2 separate regions of the Macaca mulatta genome follow, and region 1 is linked to region 2. A link is a contact called in public Hi-C data. All regions are on one chromosome and are shown on one strand. Each heading gives the region's core, a stretch centred on a gene start, on an enhancer-like site or on the middle of the called end of the contact. The rest is flanking DNA. Distances are from core to core; before and after follow the strand shown.

Region 1 (2,700 bases), core at 74-2,573, 120 kb before region 2:
CCTCTGCTCAGTTACCTGACCCAGGGCAGCGGGGGTAGGTTCCCCCAATCTTCATGGTGAAGCCTAGCAAGCAGTGGGGGAGAATGGGGGAGTGGGGGGTGGGGGGGGCGGGGCGGTAGATAGGAAAGAACTGGTGTGGCTTTGGCTGACTCTTCAGTAGTTGTAGCATGGATTGCATGGGGGCGGGGTCTGGAGGCAGGGGCTCTTGGGTTGAAGCTCATCAAATCCCTCTCATCAGTGGGTCTTGGAATAAATCTTCAGGTAGGTTGTTGGTTTCACCCAGACATTTCTAGGGTCATCATTTGAGTTTGATATGAGAAGTCAGAAACTCAATACTGAGATTTAAATTTGACTTAGAGGGCATTATCACGTCTTTAATTCCGAGGCCAATGTAAGGTTCACAGTTGGAATTGGTATAATATTGGGGTATTAGCCAGCCTCTGCTTGGGGTTGACACTAGGTCAGAGAAGTGGAGGGTGAGCATGAGGATGAAGGGGCTTTGTGTGGGGTTTCTGCAAAGCCAGTCTCATCTTGGATTCTAAGATTATTATTAAAGCTGGGTTGGTTTAGGGTCCTAAATGGTCTCAAGGTTGGGTGGGGTTTCAGGTCAGTATCTTTGTTTGGGGGTCCTTTTCTGGTGACTCAATCCCAACTCTGGAATTGAGAATCCCAATTCAGAGTGCATTGGTGTTGATCTGGGAATGGGAGAGCAGTACTGGAGTTTTATGTAAGGCTTGGGGTTCAGAAGAGAGAGAATTGGGGTCCATAGCAAGGTAGCTTTTGGACTTTAGGGTTCATTTAGGGACTGGGGGCTGAGCATTAGCACAGGGGTCCATTTAAGGTCCAGAGTTGGTGCTAACATCACTATCAAGGTTAGGGCAGGTAGAGTAATAAAGAGGTTTAGAGTCAGAATTGGTATTTGGGATCAGTACAGAGGTTCAGAACAAAATTCCTACTTGTGCTAATTTGGGGGCAGATTAAGGGCTTTGGATTCAATATTGGGTTTAGGGCAAGGTGTAGACTCAGTATCAGGTTCAGATCTGTATGGGGAGGAAATGCGGTCCTAGAATGGTATTAGGTTCATGCTAGGACTGGGAACCACTAGAAGGATCTGGATGTAGTATCAGAGTTTGGTCTGTCCATGTTCATTATTGGGGTTCGGGTTCAACATTGAGGTTCCGGTCGGTTTCGACTTGGCGTTGAGTTGTGGCCTCTCTGGGCCTCCGCGGCTCCGCGGCTCTACGAGCGAGAGTGCACGAGGGGAGGGGCGGCGCCGGGGGCGCGCACGGCAGGGGCAGGGGCGCGGGCGCGAGCGAGAGGGGAGCGCGCGGCTGGAGCTGGCGCGGGAGCGGCGGGAGCGGTGGCGGCGGCAGAGGCGGCGGCTCCAGCTCCGGCTCCGGCTCGGGCTCCGGCTCCAGCTCGGGTGGCGGTGGCGGGAGCGGGACCAGGTGGAGGCGGCGGCGGCAGAGGAGTGGGAGCAGCGGCCCCAGCGGCTTGCGGGGGGACATGCGGACCGACGGCCCCTGGATAGGCGGTGAGTGACCCCCAGGCCCCCCGCCAGCCCCCTCCGCGCCCGTCTCTTCCCCGTACTCCTTGCCCTCCCCGCTAGTCCACCCGGCGGAGCTGGGGGCGGTCCCGGGGGGACGAGGGCGCCGCTGAGGCCGGGCCGCGCCCCCACCTGCCGCGCCCGCAGCCTCGGCGAAGCCCCCCCCACGCCCCAGCCTGGCGGCTCCTCCCCGCTCACCCCGCGGCAGACGCGCCCCCAGCGCTGCCGGCTGGCTCGCTCCCCGCCGCCCCTCGCTGCCTCCCTCCCTCTCCGCCGCACCTTAGCCGCAGCCCGCCCCCCCTTCCCCCGCCCAGCGCAAAGTTTCCCGTTTGCGCTCTTGCTCCCCCTCATCAGTCCCGCCTCGTCCCCCCTTCTAGCGCGGACGCGCTCCGGGGGCGGCCCTCAGACCCCTCAGCCCCCGGCTCCGGGCGGGTCCAGGCCGCGCCCCCGCCCCCGCCGCACAGGCGCCCCCTCCCAGCCGACGGGGGATCCGCAGCCGGCGCGCCCGGGTCTCGCTCGCGGCCCCGGCGCACGTGCAGTCCCGGGCTGCGCCGGGCGCGAGTTTGGAGCCCCCCACCCCCTTCGTTCGCGAGCACGGGTTGGGGAGGGGCTGAACGGGTTGTGCCCGCCCCCAACCGGGTGCAACGCCCTGGAGGCCCTGGAGCGACCTGTCCCATGAGGACGTGGCCACTCGGACCCGCTCCGAAAGTTCACTCAGCGGCTGCCCCGCGTCCTGTCCCGAGCCGTGCCGGCTCCCCATCGTCGTGCCCACGTCTCTGTCTCGGCTGCTTTCTGTTTTCCTTGGCGTCTTTGCCTCCCCGTGTCAGTGCCCCTGCAATCCCAGGGTCTCTCCGGCTGTCTCCGTTCTTTTTCCCCAGATCACTCTGTTCTTTCTCCCCAGGTCTCTCCGTTCTGTCTCCCTGGGTCATCTTGTTCCCTGTTCCTGAGTCTCTCTGTTCTCTCCCCTTGGGTCTCTTCTGTTTCCTCTCCCTGGGTTCTGTCTCCCTCCCTAAGTGTCTCTCTGCCTCTTGTCTCTCACGCATCTCTTGGTGTCTCTGCACCCTCTGTGCTAGGCGCCCCCCCATTTCCCTGGAATGCTGCCCCTCTGGTTCTTCCACCTCGGAGGGGGAGGGGCTAGACTTTCTCCCCATTTC
Region 2 (2,700 bases), core at 187-2,686:
TTTAACACTTTTTTTTTTCAGTAGGCATGTACCCAGCCTGATGCAGAAATGATGATTGGTCCATACCGTAAGTCCATAGCATTCTATGTAATATGTTCTTTTTGGCAACATTCATTAACTCTTCTCTTTACAAAATCCGCGAGGCATTATTTTTTCCATTGTATTGATGTGAACTCCCAGGCTCAGCAAAGTTACTAGTTTTGAACACAGGCCTGACTCCATATAGCTCTTTCCATGGCACTACCCCATTACTCACCCATGGTAATTTTGTACATTTTTTATGACTCTGGTTGTGGGTATTTTACTTTCCTACTTGACCTTCCCCATCACCCTTGACAATTCTGGGAACTCCTTAAGGCGACTCACTACCCCTCAGGAATCGCTCCTAATGATTCTAGGAAGCCCCCTCCCCCTCCAGCCCCCCAGAAGTGCCTCTTCTGATTCCCAGGATGCCCCCCTCTCCGCCCCAAGAGCTGCTCCTAATGATCCCCCAAATCCCCGCTCACTGAGGAAATGATTTTTTTTTTTTTTTTTTTGAGACGGAGTTTCACTCTTGTTGCCCAGGTTGGAGTGCAATGGCTCGATCTCGGCTCACCGCAACCTCCGCCTCCCGGGTTCAAGCGATTCTAATGCCTCAGCCTCCCGAGTAGCTGGGACTACAGGCATGCACCACCACGCCCGGCTAATTTTGTATTTTTTTTTTTTTTTTTTTTTTTTAGTAGAGACGGGGGTTTCTCCATGTTTGTCAGGCCGGTCTCAAACTGCCGGTTTCAGGTGATCTGCCCGCCTCGGCCTCCCAAAGTGCTGGAATTACGCGCGTGAGCGACCACGCCCGGCCAGGAACTGCTTTTTAATGACCCTAAGGACAGCCTCCCTCAGGGTCTGTCCTAATGACCCTCAGGGCAGCCTCCCTTCCCTGTCCAGACTTGACAGCGAATGAGGGGTTTCCAAGGACGCAGGATTTTGTTTTGAAAACTGAGACGCCCAAGACAAACCGGGACAAGACGGTCATCTTTTCAGCACTCCCTGAGCTCGGAAGCTGCCCCTAAAGGCCCCGACACATTTCCACGTTAGGCCAAGAGGATACTCATCCCAAGAAAACTTTGGCCCATCCTTTCGTTAGCGACATCCTGTAGTAACCTCACCGCCCTTACCCATCTACCCGACCGGCCCACTTCTAGGTACTAGCTTCTTTCAACCCTGATTAGTTATGGGTGGCCAGGAGCCCGCCTATGATTGGCCAGCTTCGCGATCCAGCTAGAGGCTCACTGGCCGCAGTCCCGAGTGGTACAGCGTTTCCTCCTGGCAACAGCCCGAGCCGGCGCTCATAGGCTGAGCACACTGAGGTCGGGACTGGGAGGTGGCTGCGGCGCGTGCTCATTGGCTGGTGTATGGTTTGCAGCCACCCTTGAATTGGTTGACTCTGTGCGGCTGCGCAGATGCAGACTTTAGAGGAGGCGGAGTTTCGTCCTTCGCCTGCTGGAAAAGCAGTAGGATCGGCCAGTGGCGACAGCAGGAGCTGAGCCTAAGCCCTGGCGGGGCTTTGGGCTGTAGGTGAGAACTATAGGGTTTTGGAATTCTTGAGGCGCTTTGCTGCTGTAGCCGTGACCGTGAATTTTGTGGGGGAGGGGCGGTGGGGGTGGTTCTTCCAGCGGTGAGTGATCGGCATGTTTCTCGGCCAATAGGAGAAGGAGCTTCCAGAATGTGTTCTGAGATTGGCCTTTTCCAATCTTCAGGGCCAATGGACGTCGGGAGAGGGGGGCGGGTCCTCTGGGCCTTATTTTCTTCTTCCTGCGGCGGAGCTTTACTCGCTAAGGCGGCGGGGCCGGGAGGGGCCGAACCTGTGCGCGGTGAGGTTCGGGGACCTTGGGGAGCAGGGTGCGCTGCCTTTGGAGTGATGTTCGCGGGAGCGGCTGCGAGGGAAGGGTGCAGGAGTCCGAGGGGTTCGTTAGCAACAACTAGCTTTATTGAGTGGTTAAGTACCGGGCCTAGTGCTTAGTGTTTCGCTTGCATCATCTGAGCTAATCACAGCGACCCTGCAGGGCAGGGGGTTGGGATCCCCATTTTACAGGTGGAGAAACTGAGACTCAGTCAACTCACACAGCCAAGGTCACACAGCTAATAGACGGCAGAGACCGGATCTGTATTCAGAGTTGTGACTTTGGAGCCGGTGTTCTTGAATCACTAGGCTTTGTTACTGATTGGGAGGGAAGGTGTCATGAAACGGGAGCTTTCCCCAGGGAATAGATTGGGGGAAGGGAATCGTAGGGTTGAAGAAGGGATGAACAATTGAGGTGAGGGTGAGGAAATCAGTTTTTCAACAGTTACCGATTGCCTACTCTGTGCCATGCATTGTTCTAGGCATACAAAGATGAATTGGGCCAGAGGCTGATGAAGCCCATTAGGGCCCCTTTGAAGGCCCGGGGAAGGGCCCCAACATTGTATTCACATGACTGTATGTTTTTATAAAATTTGCAAAAGTAAGATATTTTGGATTCATTTTTCTTTTTAAGAGGGTCTTCAAAATTAAATAAACTTCGGGTTTCTCCATACTTGGAACTGCCCTTGCAAAGGACTTAATCCAGATGGAGATGAGGATGTAAGCAGTATAGGGCAGTGGAAGGTGCACTTAAGAGTGGGCTGTGGGCAAATTTCCTGGTATGTAAAACAGGGATAACAGTATACCTGCCATGCAAACTT

The links. Hi-C and Micro-C count contacts between places; a contact is called where the count stands out from the background.
Region 1: a Hi-C map of fetal cortex germinal zone shows a contact between it and region 2, with 4 times the contacts expected there. The contact joins the promoter of PTPRF here to the promoter of KDM4A in region 2. A contact is called at or near these places in 3 of 14 Hi-C or Micro-C datasets (fetal cortex germinal zone, fetal cortical plate and liver).

Annotation. Positions count from the first base shown.
Region 1 is chr1:197,136,276-197,138,975 of T2T-MMU8v2.0, reverse strand. It overlaps PTPRF (protein tyrosine phosphatase receptor type F), which reads left to right and starts at 1,323. Exons shown (of 30, transcript XM_077960287.1): 1 at 1,323-1,534. The region is part of intron 1 of MED8 (mediator complex subunit 8); the gene reads right to left.
Region 2 is chr1:197,016,376-197,019,075 of T2T-MMU8v2.0, reverse strand. KDM4A (lysine demethylase 4A) reads left to right here and starts at 1,436. Exons shown (of 23, transcript XM_077960314.1): 1 at 1,436-1,554. All of the region lies in intron 1 of MED8 (mediator complex subunit 8), which reads right to left.